Linked DNA regions of Sus scrofa: region 2 is linked to region 1. A link is a contact called in public HiChIP or PLAC-seq data. All regions are on one chromosome and are shown on one strand. Each heading gives the region's core, a stretch centred on a gene start, on an enhancer-like site or on the middle of the called end of the contact. The rest is flanking DNA. Distances are from core to core; before and after follow the strand shown. Region 1 holds the start of AKT2 (AKT serine/threonine kinase 2). Region 2 holds the start of SPTBN4 (spectrin beta chain, non-erythrocytic 4).

Region 1 (3,737 bases), core at 523-3,022:
ACACACTAGGGAGCCATGGGAAGGTTTTGAACAGAGCGGGACAGGGTTGGATTTGGATGGAGTATAGGAGTTGAGAGCAGAGGTTGGGAGCCCAGGGAGGAAGCCAGTGAGGGGAGGGAGGTAGGGAGGGAGGGGCGGTCAGGAAGCCGGGTCGATGGGACTGCCGGGCTGAGCAGGGCAGCCGGAGTGCAGCTCAGCAGCGGCCAGGGCCTGAGGAGCCTGGGGTCCCAAGCTAAGGAAGCCAGGGGTCGGATTAGAGGGTTCCTCTAGCTGCTGAATGGGAGACAGATTGGAGGGTGGGAGGCCAGGGAGGAGGTGGGGCAGGCCTCCAGAGGACGGCGCTGGCCCTGAGCCACCTTGAAGGGAGTCTGGGATGGAGACCCTGGTCTCGTTAGAGATAGAAGCGCAGACTGGTGGGATTTTTAGGAGCGAAGGTCTGCTGGTCACGGGTGTGTTCAGTTCCTAGGTGTGAGCTCCTGGAGTACCTGCCGGGGAGGGAGCCCCTTTTGGGCCCTGTCTTTGCAGCTCCGAGTTCAGAACGTGATTTCTCACTGTGCTGTTTACTTCCCTGTCACTGTCCGTCTTGTCTTCCTCCGGCGTCCTCCCACTTACCTCCCTTCCTCTGCCCAGGGCCTGGGCAGCCTGCCACCGTCACATGCAGTAGTGTGTCCGGCCCGCCAGCTCCCCTGGGGCACGAGAGAAAGCTGATGCCCACGGTGTCCCCAGAACCAGCTGCTGCTTCTCTGGGGGCCACCGTAGCTCCTGACCTGCTGTCCGCAAATAGCCCCAGGCCAGGAGAGGCGAAAGGCGCCTTGGACTCCATGGCCCCTGTCCAGGCCTGTGGCTCCAGGTAGGGGCCCAGCTGGTGGCTGCCTGCCCCCCTTCTCCCCTCCGCCCCGGGAACCTGAGACGAAGCAGCGGCCTCGGCGTCCGTCAGTCTGTCGGCTGCTGGTCCCTGAGGACAGAAGCAGAGGTCTTGGGGAAGGGACCAGGGCCTTGGTTGAGCCCCCAGGACTGTCTCCTGGACCCCAGATAAGTGTGTGGATTGCTTTCTTGTTCAAGATCCGGAGTGCCAAGATCTTTTTTTTTCTTTCTTTCCTGTTATCTGGTGGGGACAAGGAGGGAACTGAGGCTGAGGCAGCGACACGAGGTGACCTGGTGCAGTACTTGGTTTGCTAAAGGTGGCAGGTTGATGACTCTGTGGTTTGGAGAGGAGTGTGTGTGTGTGCGCGCGTGCGTGCATGTGTATTTGGGGATGGCAGGCAGATGCTGGTGGCTTTGAGCACTCCCTCAGGTGCTCAGGGCTGTCTAATTCATCCCAGGTGACCTTAGCACTGGGGCATGGGAATGCCGCGGGGGGTGGAGCTGCTCGGCCCAGCCAGGAGTAGGGGTTCATGGGGGGCTGCCTCTGCTCAGCATAGGTGTCCTGAGTGCAGGGCCAGGCTAGGGAGCTCTGCTTCTCCCAGAGTAGGGCTCTAAGGGCAGGTCGTGTCCCTCCCCCCAGGATTGGGGTCCCTGGGGACGAGGCCCCCTCTCCCCCTCAGTCTGGGCCCGGGGGGCAGGTCTCCCTACCCTCCCTGGCTCCAGCAGGTCAGAGCAGCCAGAGGGGCCTGGGAGGCAGGCTGTGCTGGGCGGCGGGGCCAGGGCGAATCCCCCTCCCACGCTGACGGACTCCTCTCTCTTGTCTTGCAGACTGCGCTCTGTCCACCACGCCTCCTGCATGTCCTGCTGCCCTGAGCTGTCCCAAGCTAGGTGACAGCGTGTCACGCTGCCACCATGAATGAGGTGTCTGTCATCAAAGAAGGCTGGCTCACAAGCGTGGTAAGGGGCTGCTTGTGCCCAGAGGATTGCGTGTCTCCCCCGCCGCCTGCCCCAGGCCACAGCTCCTGACAAGCCCATTTCATGGAATCTTTGAGGGAGGTCTGGGCAGCGGAGCTGTGACGATGCTTGGGCCTGAGTGTCCAGGTCTAGCTGGACCCCCTGCATGAGCCCCCCAGCCAGGCCTTGAGTTCTGCCCCTGCATCAGAGGTCCTGTCAACTCTCAGGAACGGAGGGTTGGCCAGAGTGGCTGGAGAGCGGGGAAATCCCTTCACTGAAGTAACACTGCCTGATGCTCTTCAGCCTTTATTCAATCGGCAGATACTCGTGGAGTGTGTAGGAGGCCATCTTGGCCATCCCAGGCTCTGGGGACGTGGTGGTGCCACCATGGAGTTTGCAGTCCATTGGGTGCTGGGGACAGACAGTAAACAGATAAACAGATCCATGCTGTCAGGTGGTGAAAAGGAGGAGCTCTGAGGGAAACAGGCTGGAGAAAGACGGGGTTCAAGGGACGCAGCTCTGAGGAGGGGACAGTGGACCGAGGCCTGGCAGTGAGGGAGTGCGCCATGCAGATAGCTGGGCAAGGGTGTCCCAGGGAATGGGACAGCAAGCACAAAGGTGGGATGTGCCTGCGACGGAAAGTTGGCCAGAGGGGCCGGAGCAGAGTGAGTGGGGGAGAGCTGGAGGAGGCCGGCGGAGTGGTGAGACGGCCTCGGACCCTGGCGCCCAGGATGCCGTGAAGCTGATCTGCTTGTGCTGGTGGGCAGCGGGGAGCGAAGTCAGGGAAGAGACTGAGAGACCCTTAGACTCCAGGTGGGCCCGTCTCAGAACCGCCGCGTGCAGAGGCAGCTGGGAAGAAGCCTGCGCGCGGTCGGCCTGTGCAGGCGCCACTGGGGAGTGGAGGAGGCAGACTGTCCGGGCTTCCATGGACCCTCCCTGGGGAGGGGGGTGCCGGGCCTGGGGGTAGCCGTGCTCCTTGGTGCTTTCATTCACTCAGCATACATTTATGGAGCCACTCCTGTGTTCTAGGCACTGGTCTAGGCCCTGGGGATACAGAGGCGAACCAGGAGGGCAAAAGTCCTCCACCTCCTATGGATTTTTTTTTTTTTTCATTTTTAAACATTTATTGATGAGCAGTCAATGTGTACATACCCCGTTCATGTCTTACCTTAGGTAGGGAGGGCGGCTGGCACCCAAGTAGACCACTGTGTGGCATGGTGGTGAGGGCCAGGGGGGTCGGGGGGGTGAGCCGGGGAGGGGGGCCTGATCTTAAGCGGGGGGATCAGGGAGGGCCTCCCTGAGGGGGTGTTGGAATAAAGATCTGAAGGAAGCAAGGGCACGAGCCCCACAGTTAGCCAGGGATAGGGCGAAGGGACAGCTGTGAGTCCGTAGAGGGGATTGGGCCAGGCCTATTTGGAGGGGGCGAGGAGGCTGATGGGCTTGGCCCTGTAGGAACTGGGAGAAGTGCCCGCCCATCCTGCCCTGTCCCAGCCCCCTGACACGGAGCGGTGATGAGGGGCGGAGGTGGCTCCCCCGGCTGGGCCTCCCCATCAGCAGCGGAGACCCATTTCCAGGCAGGGTGGCATTCGAGACACTTAGGCCTACCTGCCCAGATAGGGCCCTGAGTTTGGGGCTGTTAGAGCTTTCTGAACTTTGGCAGGTGTCAAGGTTCTAACCCTGGTTCTGCCACTTCCTCTCTGTGTGACTGGGTAAGCTCTGTCACCTCTCTGACTTTTGGTTTCACATCTGTAAAACGGGCTAACAGCTCAGGCCTCTGAGACTGTCAGCTTCCCAGGGGCAGGAATTTTTACCTGGCTTGTTCACTGAGATATCCCCAGTGCCCTAGAAAAGTGCTTGGTGTGCAGTAGGCACTCAGTAACTGTTGAATGAATGATTGGGATTGTGTGTGTGAGTGTGTG
Region 2 (3,737 bases), core at 371-2,870, 140 kb before region 1:
TTTGGCCAGAGACCGGCTTTGGCCAACAGAATTAGATGGAAATGCTGGTGAGCTCTGAGCCCAGGACTCAGGAAACCTTGCATGTTTTTGCTTGTGCTTGACCTGTGGCCATGAGAACAACACTGCTCAGCTAGTCCATGTCCGAGGCCCTCATCACAGCCAAGACCAGCCAAGACAACCAACATCCCCCTTCCCATCCCAACTTGTGCATCAGCTCAGATGAGCCCAGCCCAAGTCACTGACTTCAGACTTGAGGCGAAATATATGCTTAGTGTTTTAAGACACTGAGTTTGGGGGTGGTTTCTCATGCAGCATTATTGTGGCAATAACTACCTGACACACTGAACACTGTCTGATTCCAGAGCCATGTTCTAGAACACTGCCAGATTGTAAATATGAAATTTAAGGGGGTGGGAGACATTAGATTCATCTCCTCCACCCTCTGGGACCCCAGGCCTGATTCTAAGACTAAGAAAGAGGGGAATTTGGAGGAGGTGAATGTCCCCCTTCTCAAAATATCCAGACAGTTGCCACCCCACCAGATTTTTAGGGAGGCAAGGTCTAGGTCTTGGTCAGTGTAGTGGAGATTGTCCCTTTCGGTGGACTCTCCGGAATCCAAAATTATTCTTCCCTTCTTCCCTGGAAAGCTGGAAGTGGGCACATGGTTACTCACCACCTGTGTGACCTTGGCCAAGGCACTTCCCCTCTCTGGGCCTCAGTTTGTTCATCTGTAAAATGGTAATAATAGTGCCCATTTCCTAGGGGCGTTTGAAGATGAGAGCATTACTAATGCAGGGAACATGGTATCTAGTACACAGCAAGCCCCCGATTCAGGGGCCTTGCTATTATTATCCATCCTCTAGTCACATATCTTAGCAATTAAAGTGTCTGTGCTGGAGTCAGACAGAAATGAGTTCAAGCCCTGCTTTATTCTTTCTGTATCTTTAAGCCCCATCATTTTTGACTTGGCTTCTCTGTGCCTCAGTTTCCCTCCCTGTCAAATGGTGAGCACAGCTGTTTCCTCCATGGAGGGTACTTGGGAGATGGAGAGACACTTAGCACTTTGGGAGCTCTCAGGCCCGCGAGGAACAGCCTTGGCCATTACGTGATTCAACAGAGAAGGAAGGGAGAAGGCGGTGGGGGAGGTGGACGGGGGTGTCCAGCAGCCCCAGGAAAGCCTGGCCCGGTGCGAAGCTGGGGATGGGACCTGGAAGCGGATGCTTTAACCCTTCCAAGGCCGCGCCTCTCTCTCCCTGCAGTCCAGTCACCGTCCTCAAGGAGGGGGCCTGGGAAGGACAAGGCTTGGGTGGAAGACCCACGCACGGCGCGGAGGCTGGACGGGGTTGAGGGCTGGGGGCTCCCTCTGCCATTGACCCTCCACCTCCCCCAGCCGTGGAGACCCTGAGGGGTCAGGCCAAGCCCAGCGTGCGCGGGGAAGGGATGCTCGGGCAGGTGGGGAGATGCCGGAGGGAGGGACTATCCGCCCCCACGCCACCGCTCACCTGGGCCCGCGGCGGCCGGTGCCGCTGTCCCCGCTGCTGGCAGTGCCCGACTGCCCTCCCTGTTGGTGTCCGCGGCCCGGCCCGGCCCGGCCCGGCCCGGCTCTGCTCGGCCCCACCAGCCCCGCCGCTCGGCCAGATCCGCATGCGCCGCCGCCGCCGCCGGCGCGCCTCCTCCGGCTCGCGCGGCCGTCGCGCTCGGCGCGCCCCCGGACCCCCTCCCGCCCGCGGTCTCCCGCCAACCCCGGCCGCCCGCGGCGCTGGCCCACGCGCGGTCACACACCCGGCCACAGCGTGCGCTGCACAGCTGCAGGGGCCGGTGGTAGCGTCACACACACACATTCCCACGGGGTCGCACACTCCCACACGGCCACACACATACGGGGTCACATACAGCGTCACAAATACTATTCATATCCACACGCTCACGCTGTTACCCCCTTACATGGGGTCACGCAGGGTCAAATATTCAAACTGTCTCACGCAGTCACAAGCTCACACGAAGTCGCGCCCTGGAACAGTGCCCGACAGCGTCACACACTGTAGAACACTCGAATAGTGCCACCACCATTCACTTGGAGTCATATACAAACACACATATGTCACACACTAACATGGGGTCACAAAGAGTGTCATACACATCACACACAGCTTCACCATCACACAGTGTCACACACTTTTTCACACTCAAACTTGTCACATCAGTTGCACACTCACATGAAGGTCACACATCCTGCACCGTCACACTCATACATCACATAGAGTTCACAAATAGAAACACAACAGTAACACCCACAGCCACACTCAAATGGTGTCAGTGTCACACACCTCACATGACACATGCAGTGTCACACACTGTCACACTCTGAGTCACATACTCGCATGTAACACATCGCACACGTGTTCCACACTCACACAATATACCCCAGAGTCATGGATGCACACAGCATCACAGACTGACACACTGTCACTTAGTGACACTACAAGGTCACACAATAACTTGCCACACGTAGCGTCACACAGTCTCACACTGTAATAAGGTGTTGTACACAGCAGATGGCACATGGTGTCACCCACAATTATGGTCTCCCTTGGGGTTGTTTACAGAGACACTCAGGGTCACATGGGCTCACAGACACGCAGTTACACAGTGTCACACCCACACCGTCCTCCCTCCCTTTCTTCCCTTGCAACCTCGAGGAGGCCCTGGGGCTTAGTGTGAATCTCCGATCTGCCTTGTGGCCCAGAGAGAAGGGGCGTGAGTGAGGAGAGAGCGGTGGGCGTGGCCCGAGCTCGCCCCGCCTCCCCCTGGGAGGCTGGAGCGCGGAGGCGGAGCCCCGGGGCCACTTGAATCGATGGCCGGATACAGCCACGCCTCCCAGTCTAAGTGGCGGGCCCAGAGGGCGGTGCTGGCCCGCCCCGCCCACCCTATTCTTAGCTGGAGGCGTGGCCTTTTGGACTCGCTCCTCAGCCTAAGCCTGAGGCTGGAGGTGGGCTGAGGCGTGGCCCTCGGGGCGGCCCCGCCCCGTTCCTCCCGCTAGGGAAGGACGCAGAGGGCGGCCCAGCAGCCAGTCGGTTCCCGCGCGTCCTGTGACTCCGCGGCCTCGCAACCCTACGTCCCTGCAGCATGTCTGTCAAGAAGATTGCGATCTTCGGCGCCACTGGCAGAACCGGGCTCACCACCCTGGCGCAGGCGGTGCAAGCAGGCATGAGCTGGGGCGGGCATGGGATGTCACCGGGTGCAGGGCCAGAACTTTAGGAAGGGACATCATGGGACCCGGTGTGCCTTGGTGTGTGAGGACTCAGGGGCAAAGCAAGTGGCCACGGGGGCAGAGGTTGGGGACAGTATGAGGTCCAATTTTATGTGAGTCCAAGGGAAAGGAATTGGCCCTGGGAGGCTAGGGGACTGTGGTGACAAGTTTAAATCCAATGCTCTTATGAAATGCTGTTATGGTGGTGGTGGTGGTGATGGTGGTGGTGGTGGTGGTGGTGGTGGTGGTGGTGGGCGGTAGTGGTTTGCACACCCAGCAAGGGCTTAACTAAGCCAGGCATGGGACTCCCAGCTCTGCCTTCTCTTCATTTGTATTAAATAGTCCCAGCTCTCAGGTGAGATGGGAACTAGTATCACCTCACTTGACAGATGAGAAAACTGAGGCCCAGAGAGTGACTTGTCCACTGTCACCCAGCCAGAAAGTGGCAGTGTTGTTATTTGTACCCAGCACATGCTCTCAGCTGCTA

What was found. HiChIP or PLAC-seq counts read pairs in DNA pulled down with a chosen protein or histone mark.
Region 2: an H3K27ac HiChIP or PLAC-seq map of alveolar macrophages shows a contact between it and region 1. The contact joins the promoter of SPTBN4 here to the promoter of AKT2 in region 1. A contact is called at or near these places in 2 of 2 datasets of contacts at active chromatin or transcription factors (alveolar macrophages and skeletal muscle).

The regions. Positions count from the first base shown.
Region 1 is chr6:48,585,959-48,589,695 of Sscrofa11.1, reverse strand. AKT2 (AKT serine/threonine kinase 2) reads left to right here and starts at 1,772. Exons shown (of 14, transcript NM_001256779.1): 1 at 1,772-1,810; 2 at 1,813-1,821. The coding sequence starts at 1,777.
Region 2 is chr6:48,727,722-48,731,458 of Sscrofa11.1, reverse strand. It overlaps SPTBN4 (spectrin beta chain, non-erythrocytic 4), which reads right to left and starts at 1,620. Exons shown (of 36, transcript XM_021094394.1): 1 at 1,503-1,620. BLVRB (flavin reductase (NADPH)) reads left to right here and starts at 3,026. Exons shown (of 5, transcript XM_003355917.4): 1 at 3,026-3,205. The coding sequence starts at 3,127.